2 separate regions of the Mus musculus genome follow, and region 2 is linked to region 1. Evidence: chromatin contacts called from public promoter capture Hi-C data. All regions are on one chromosome and are shown on one strand. The core of a region is the stretch at or near the end of the contact, and the rest is flanking DNA. Distances in the headings are between cores, read along the strand shown. Region 1 holds the start of Vhl (von Hippel-Lindau tumor suppressor). Region 2 holds the start of Pparg (peroxisome proliferator activated receptor gamma).

What was found. Promoter capture Hi-C pulls out the DNA fragments that hold promoters and counts their contacts.
Region 2: a promoter capture Hi-C map of liver shows a contact between it and region 1, with 3 times the contacts expected there. The contact joins the promoter of Pparg here to the promoter of Vhl in region 1. A contact is called at or near these places in 1 of 39 promoter capture datasets (liver) and 1 of 115 datasets of contacts at active chromatin or transcription factors (pancreatic cancer cells).

Annotation. Positions count from the first base shown.
Region 1 is chr6:113,622,432-113,626,728 of GRCm38.p6, reverse strand. Vhl (von Hippel-Lindau tumor suppressor) reads right to left here and starts at 2,735. Exons shown (of 3, transcript NM_009507.4): 1 at 2,351-2,735. The coding sequence starts at 2,588.
Region 2 is chr6:115,359,824-115,364,260 of GRCm38.p6, reverse strand. It overlaps Pparg (peroxisome proliferator activated receptor gamma), which reads right to left and starts at 1,912. Exons shown (of 8, transcript NM_001308354.1): 1 at 1,844-1,912.

The DNA.
Region 1 (4,297 bases), core at 1,486-3,985:
AGAATACAAAATTAACCCAAATTTCTATGTAAAATAAGAAACTATAGAAATTTTGATTCCTGTTTAGTTCTTTCTCATCAAACACTAAAAGTTTGGTATAAAAGGCAGACTGCAGCCTGGTGGAGGATGCCTTTAATCCCAGCACTTGAGAGACAGAGGATCTGTTTAAAGTCAGCCTGTTCTACAGAGTGAGTGACAGGACAGTCAGGACTGCACAGAGAAACCCTGTCTCTAAAAAAACAAAACAAAACAAAACAAAAGGACAGACTGCTACATGCTAAGCCCCTTTTCAAATAAACATACAAACGGGCAGGGGCTAAAGAGATGATAGCTCAGTGGTTAAGAGCATTTGTTGCTCTTGAAGAGGACCCAGGTTTGGTTCCCAGCACCCATGTGACATCTAACAAACATTTGTAACTAGTTTCCAGGGGTCAGACAGAGCCTCTTGCTTGGCCTCCATACCCAGGATACAGATTGACCCTCAGGCAAAGCACAGGTACACAGAGGGAGAACCATCGCTAGCACTGAGAGACAAATGCTACATCTCCAGATGTGAGAAGCTCTTTTCTCCTCTCTGTATCAAAAAGACAACTTGAGAAGCATCAGTTTATTCCATCCTACTGTTTTCATTACGTCCAGGTAGCATGCTGTCCAGACTGGCTTGAACTCCTGATCATCCTGCCTCCACCTGTTCCCCAAGTCACTACAAGTTTGTGACCTGACTGGTCACATGAGTTCATTAAATGTACCACCATCAGGAGAAAAGTTCTACCAAGATCTTCCCGGGATGGTTATGAAAATACGGAAGTCTGTTGTAGGAGGCTGAGGCAAGAGGACTGCCACAGTTGGTTTGTTTGTCTTATGTCAATGCTGCTGCTGCTGAGAGACACCAAAACCATGGCAACTCTAATAAAAGAAAGCATCTAACTGAGGCTTACTGAGCGTTTCAGGGGTTTTAATCCATCCATCATCAGCATGATGGGAAGCATGGTGGTACCCAGGCAGACTTGGGGCTGGAGAAGTAACTAAGGATTCTCTACATCCAGATCCAAAGGTGTAGCCAGTGAGATTGTGAGTTTGGTTTAGGCTTCTGAAACCTCAAAGCCCATCCCTAGTGGCACACTTCCTCCAACCAGGCCACACCTACTCATCCTTCACCACTTTCAAACTAATCCTTAGGACTACACCCTAAGCATTCAGATATATTAGCCTATAGGAGTCACTCTTATTCAAACTGCCAAGGTTAGGGTTTCTTTTCCCAAGTAAGAGCAGGGACCTCGGATCCCTGGAGCTGGAGTAATGGAAACTTGTGAGCTGCCTGACCTGGGTACTGAGAAGCTAACCCTGAAAGAGCAGTATAAACCGGCCTTGGTGACAAAGGCCTTTGCTTTAATCCCAGTACTCAGGGGGCAGAAGGAAGTTGGATTTCAGTGAGAGGCCAGCCTGATCTACAAAATTCCCACATCACTCAGCTGTCTGGCTGGTTGCTTCAGACACAATCTTGGGGCTTAGCCAAGGCTGGACTTGCACTCAGTGAAATCCTTCTGTCTTGGCCTCCTGAGTCCTGGGCTACCACACACAGATCTGGGTACATTTTTTTTCAATACATAAATAAGGCAATGTCAAACAGCCCCAATTCACTACGGCTAAAATCAACTTTTGAACTTTTTCTCTCACTGTTTGGCGGCAAACCAAAAAAGCCTGGTGCAGTCATCTTGCCTCGGTTTTCTGAGTCCTGGGGATTGTACACCTGAGAGCGGCTTCACTTGTTTTTCATAGCCATCCAGTCATGACACTGATAGAACTGACTGACTTCCACTGATGCTTGTCACAGTTAATAAGCTTACGTGGTCAGGCTTGGTACAAACCTGAAATCAGTGGCGAAGGCAGAAAGATCGAGAGTTCAACCCGTTATCCCATACTCACTTGTTTTCGGCCAAGACGCCAATCGGTAAAGGTGATCCCCCAACTACAACTGTTAACTCCCTCAGCTGACTTATCCTACTCCGGTTCTCCTAAGCTGCGTGCTCTTTCTTCACCTGGACGCACCCACACTCTGCCCATGCTTTCGCAAACCTCTAAGCTCGGTGCCTAGCGCAGCAATTATGACACAGGCTGGTTCTTGTCTGTTCATACATTTTTTTTGTCTGTAACCCTCCAAGTTGTCATCACCAAGGCAGGTTCGCATGCCGAACCTGACCGGGAACTGGGTTAACACTGCATCCGAAATCACTGGTAGGGGCCGGGCATTTTCTCGGGGTAGATGCAGTGGGTAGGGACAAGATGCTCGGGGTCGGAGAGAAAGCGCCCCGCCTGTTACAGCAGCAGCGGCCTAGCGCGCGGCTCGTACCTCGGTAGCTGTGGATGCGGCGGCCGGTGCCCGGTGGTAAGATCGGGTAGGGCTGAGGCTCGCCGTCGAAGTTGAGCCACAAAGGCAGCACGACGCGCGGGCTGCGGTTGCAGAAGATGACCTGAGAGGGCTCGCGCGAGTTCACCGAGCGCAGCACCGGCCGCGGCCGCCCAGCCTCCATCTCCTCAGGACCGGGCTCCCCCGCCGCCTCCTCTGGACTGGCTGCCTTCCGGGGCATTATTGGAACGGGTCCCTCGGATTCGCAAGCTGGACGTGGGCGGCGCGTGCGTGCGTGCGGATCTACGCGCTCCGGGACAGGTCTGCCGGTCCCAGACGCGCTCCGGGCAACTTGAAGGCGGAAATGGCCGCCGGGAGCCCTCAAACTGGGGGGCGGGGCGGCACGGAGCCAGGGGCCGCGGCGGTGGGCGGGGCCGCAGCAGTGGGCGGGGCGGCGGGGCGGCGGGGCGGGGCCGCGGCGGAGCCCCGGGTTATAAATTCCACCTCCTACAGTTGGGTTTCTGTTTGTTTCCTTTCCTTTTCTTTTTCCTTCTTTTTTTTTTTTCCCCCAAGATAGAGTTTCTTCGTGTAATCCTGGCTGTCCTGGAACTCACACCCTAGATCAGTCTGGCCTCGAACTCTCGGAGATCTGCCTGCCTCTGCTTCCAGAGTACTGGGATTAAAGCCGTTATCTCCATGCCAGAAAGACTTGCTTTGAGGTAGGGTCTCACTATGTAGGCCTAGAACTCATTATGTATATCCGGCTTGTCCTGAACTCAAAGATCTCCCTGCCTCAGACTCCAGAGAACAGGGACCAAGGGCAGTTGGATTTTTTTTTTTTTTTTTTTTTGGGTAGCATTGTTTCCCCCTGGCTGGTCTGGAATTCCGTGTACAGACCAAACCAGCTTCAAACTTAAGAGTGATCTCCTGCCTCTGACTCCAGAGTGCTGGAATTACAGGCATGAGCCTCATATATATATATATATTTTTTTTTTTTTGAGTGTACTTAAATTTAATTTCTTCTCTTAAGATCTCCACGGGCTTGCCATATTTCCCCTTCTGCCTTTGCTTTTTGGTTTTTCAAGACAGGGTTTCTCTGGGTAGCTCCAGCTCTCTTGGAACTCACTCTGTAGACCAGTCTGACCTCCAATCTCCTGCCTCTGCCTCCCAAGTGTTGATATAAAAGCTGAGTACCACCGCTGCCGGGCCCACCTATGCTATTATTTAAAGTTTTTCTCATTGATGAGTTTGAGTCTGTCTCTATTTTTAACTACACATTTCAAAATGTCTTCCAGAGTACAAAAGTAAAACTTTCCCTCCTTTTCCATCTGCATTCCCAGAAAACAGTATTACCAGTTTTTGTTTCCTTTCAAACTTTTTTATGTTTGTGAATAGAATTTTAAAATATTTTGTCTTTTTCTTTTTAGACGCAGACTTATTGCATAGTTCCCATTGCCTTGCAGCTGAATATATATAGCCCAGGCTGGCCTCAAATTAGTGGCACTCCTGTGTCTGCCTCCCAAGTACTGGCATTCTAGATATGTGCTACCATGACTGGTTCAAAGAATTAGCATACAACTACTATCAGATAACATTCAGTGCCATTTTTCCATAGACATTTCTGGCAGAAGTTTCATCAGATGAGCTTTTTTTAAATGTACGGGCCGGGCAGTGGTGGCGCACGCCTTTAATCCCAGCACTTGGGAGGCAGAGGCAGGAGGATTTCTGAGTTCGAGGCCAGCCTGGTCTACAAAGTGAGTTCCAGGACAGACAGAGAAACCTTGTCTCAAAAACCCAAAAAACCAAAGTAAATAAATAAACAAAAAATTAAAAATGTACGGGTGTGCATGTGTGAGCTCATCCAGGGGCTGATGAACACAGGGAGGATTGGATTTCCTGGAGCTGGAGTCAGAAGTCGCTGTGAGCTGCCTGTTGTGGGAACTGGGAATT
Region 2 (4,437 bases), core at 663-3,162, 1.7 Mb before region 1:
TAGTGGAATCCTATGAAAGCAAAAAAAAAAATTCTTCCAGTATTTTTGCCTCACTTTATGACACAGAGAATATTTCCAAGTCCACATGACAATAAATTTAGCAGAAAGACACAAATTAGAATGGCCAACATGTCTTGCCATACGCACCGGGCACCTACAGACCCTGTGAAAGCTGTGAAAATATTCAGACTTTTGGGTAAATTATTTTAACAAAATTTTTATGTAAGTTTCCTTCTATTAGCAACCACTTCATAATTTGAAAAGTAAGTTAAATACATTGCTGATCCTTATACATGTTTTCACAGTGCCTTTACATATTCCCCACACAGAAGGATCTTGACAAGACTGATGGAATATTCTTTTCAGAGACTTAAAAGTAAAAAAAATCATTTATTTAAATATGTAAAACTTACTAACTGAAATCAGTCACTTGCATAATCCATTTCTACGTCAAAAATTTAAAGTCATGCTTTTCATATATGAATTTTAAATGTCATAGGGATTTTGAAACTAAAGATATGATTTTTTTTAAAGTGTAATTTGCCCTTTTCTGTTAAAGTGATTCTGAAAGATGTAGTGACATGAATGTTAGGAAAACCAGCTCCTTTAAAGGAAATATACTTAATTATTAAAAAATAGTTATCACAAAAAATATCAAAGTAGTCTTAAGTATTGATGTGTATAATGTTTCCAGGTCTTTTAGTTCTAATGTGTTTAGAAGAACTTATAATCTTTGAAATATAAAAGACCGAGGAAACAGCATCAAAAAACTCTTCGGCCTAGAGGCATCAAGAACTTCAGACTTCACCGGCGCCATTGTTCTTCAACAGTTTGAAGAGTTTGAAACTTTTACATATGAAAAAGATTTTTTTCCTTAAAAAGAAAACTGTCAACAATCTTTTCCCTTCTAGTGAGCTGCAAAAGCGTGAGGTGACCACCAGTTGCTCCTTAGATCTTCTCACTGAAGATATAGTTCTCAGCAAATTAAATATGAAGTAGCACTGGAGTGAGCAAATTTACACAAAACACACAGTAAAATAAAAATCGAGGGCTTTATAATATGTTTCACTCCAACTAAGGCATGACACTGAGTTAAAATGTTCATATATTAAAATTAATATTTCGGACATTTACTTTAGAGCAAATGTGGTTGAAGATAAGACAACAGAGAACTTATTTTAAAGTTGAAACCCAATCTTCTGAAATGCTGCTCCAAATGCTCGTAGTATCTATGAGTGCTTCTGTCAAACTTGCAAGAGAACTATCTCTTTGAGTAGTCATAGCGTATATCCGTTCCTACCCTAGCCAGGTTTTAAATCACAGAGCACCTGGAGTTAGTTACATTTTTAGTCAGCAATTGATCACTTAGCTATGGACGACAGGAAGACTCCCACAGAGCACCTGATATCTTTGGAAGACCTGCCCAAGTCCAAGACTAAGTTATTCATTTAATAACTCCAGTTAACAATTTGCTTCGTGCATGATAATAAAGAGTTGACATTACAATAATGAACTCCAAATCAAGAGGCTTTCCAACTGTTAGCTATCCTACAACTTGGTTCATCTGGTTTTGTTTTCAAATGATCATTTAATTTTACATTTTTGTCCTTCATCCTGCTAAAAAGGGACACCTTTTAGCCTCTTCCTCACAGAAAACTTAACTTTTCTTTTTTCCCTTCTGAAATAAATGGCACGACCTCCCCCCTATTAGCATCAGAAGCAAAGCAGATTCTTAACAGTACAAGAACACAGCCAGACCATCCTGATGTGTAAGAACTTGGGGGCAGTTTGGCCACTTCACTACACACACCAACAAAAACGTGATGACGATGGGGCCACTCACCTACTCAATGGGAGTTAAGAAGAATTTAGCGCTGCAGCCTTCAGATCCCCAGCAGAGGTCCAGGCCCCTTCTTGACCTCCTCGCGTCCCTTATATAAAAGCAGCCCAGGCTACTCCCAGTTTCTGCCTCCTCACCTTAGGCTCCTCCCCAATCCCAAGCCATAAAGCACCGGGAGCCACACACCCACCTTCCGCCCCCAGCACGAGGGCTGCCTACTCCCGTGAGCCGGGCCCTGTGCTCGCCCCCTGCTTAGATTGAAGAGGGGCACTGGCGGGGCGGGGCCTTGGCGACAGTGACCCCGCTTTCCTCACACCTGGTGAGCCCCGGGCAGGGGGCCGTGGGCCAAATCGCCTCCGTGATCACGGGCGCATCCTCCTCCCCACCCTCCGACCCCTAGAGCCTCAGGGCGACCGGTGGCTGCTGGCGAGCCCCTCTCTAAATCTGTCACCAGGATCCGCACAATGCGGTCCCCAACGCGGTAGTTCTGGAGACCTGGCTTTCCTGTCAGGGTCTGGAACAGGGGCAACCCTGTTCCGCGCTCACACACATGCCTGCCTGCGCACCCTCTCAGGGAAGCACTGTGGCCCTCCGCACCGTGCCGGTGCCCCTCACGAGGACAGTCACCCTGTCAGTCACACTCGGCTCTCCAGGAGGGTGACCGGTCCTCAGCCGAGACCCCTCACTCTGTCCCTGAGTCCGCGACCCCGCCCCGCTATCACTCTCTCGCTCTTCTCTTGTGTGACTTCTCCTCAGCCCGCGCGATCCCCTCAGACCCAGACTCTGTCACCTTGTCTGTCACATTCGGTCCTGTCAAGAGTTTGCCTTCTCCTCAGCCGGGGTCCCTTGAGTCAAGATTCTGTCACTTGGTCACTCTCCGTCCTGTCGGAGTGTGGCTTTCCAGCCCGTATCCCCTCTAGTCGAGACAGGGTTAGGCTGTCAGTTACGCAGCCCTGTCAGAATGTGACTTCTCATCCCGAGTCCCCTCAGCGGAGACCCAGTCACCTAGCCAGTCAGATCCAGACCCCACAAGCCGAGACCCCCCCTCACCTTGTCTGTCACACAGTCCTGTCAGAACGTGACTTCTCAGCCCGCGTCCCCTCAACCGAGACCCCGTCAGGCTGTTGGTCTCACAGGCTCCTGTCAGAGTGTGACTTCTCCTCAGCCCGTCCCCTCAGCCCGGTCACCTTGTCGTCACACTCGGTCCCCTCAGGCTGCGCGCGACCCAATACCCCAGCGCAGCGCCCCAGGTCTCTTCTTCCGCGTCCCTCCGGCGGGCCGCGTGGCCCGGGGCGACTCTGACCTGAGGCGGCGGCTTGGCGGGTGCTGTGCGTCGGTGAGGCCGACCCGACCCGAGCGCCCCAGGCGGCTGCCGCTCTGAGTGCGACGGGCCCCGCCTGGCCGGCCGCGGACCGGAGGAGCCGAGCCGAGCCACCCGGCCGGACCGGGGGCGGTGCCCAGGGTGAGGCCGGAGGCCCCGCGCCCGCACCCGGAGGCCGGCGCCCACGAGGCCCGCGTGGCCCTCCCGCGCCCGGCGCCGTGCGCTGGTTACCTGGCCGCCTTGCTCCTCACAGCCGCTGGGAGGCGACCCAGGAAGGTCCCGTGTCCCTCAGACCGATGTCCATGTCCATGTCTGTCATGGAGAAGTTTGTTTTTTTCCTAGATGTGCTTTTCATCTCTCTCTCTATATATATACCATATATATTTATATATCATACATAACATATATTTATATATCATATATATGATATATGATATATAATAGATACACACCCATATATATATTTATATGAATTAAGTGAATTTAGGATCTCCCTTTTTTCTTTTTTTCTTTTTATTTTTAATCTCAGTTTTATTTTTATTTTTAATCTCAGAATGTTATGAAGGCGAATGCCTTAATCAACAGACTTTAGTGCTAATCATTTAATTTCCTTTTAAAAAACAATTGTGTGTGTATGCACGTGAACGGAGGGAGAGGTGTGGGCTCCCCTGGAGCTGGAGTTACAGGTGGTTGGTGCTGGGAACCGAACAAGGGTCCTCTGGAAGAACACAAAGTGTTCCTAACCGCTGAGCAATCTCTCCTGCCTTCAAACTATTTGTTAACCTTGTTCACTGGCTTTTTAAAATTCTTTAGCACCATTTCTTACATAGGAGACCTTACACATAGGGTGGAGAGGGCCTGAGAATCTCTTGTTTTTAAGTTAGACTATTGGAGCTTCTTGCCTCGGGAGCCTGAAGCCCACATGATAGACAGTTCCTTTTCTTGCACTCTTTCAGCTCTCACAGTCATGATCTGTCCTAAAGATTCACATTCAGAAAGCTTGCAGTGTCCAGGACACCAAAGGCCGTTCTTTTATCCTTTTCCAATCGTAATGATGAAGACCTTGCTCTATGTTTTGCTCTCCTTTAGGAGGCACTGGCCTCTGGAAATTTATAATTATGCTTCTTGCTCAAGATGCTTCTCCACTCTTAGCATCCTTATCTGTTGGGAGGTAGGGAATTCTTTATTCTTCTGGTACAAACCATCCTCACCAGACATTTGTGAGTATGACATTATAAAGAAAGTTCAGAGCTTGAATCAACAGATTCATGTCCTT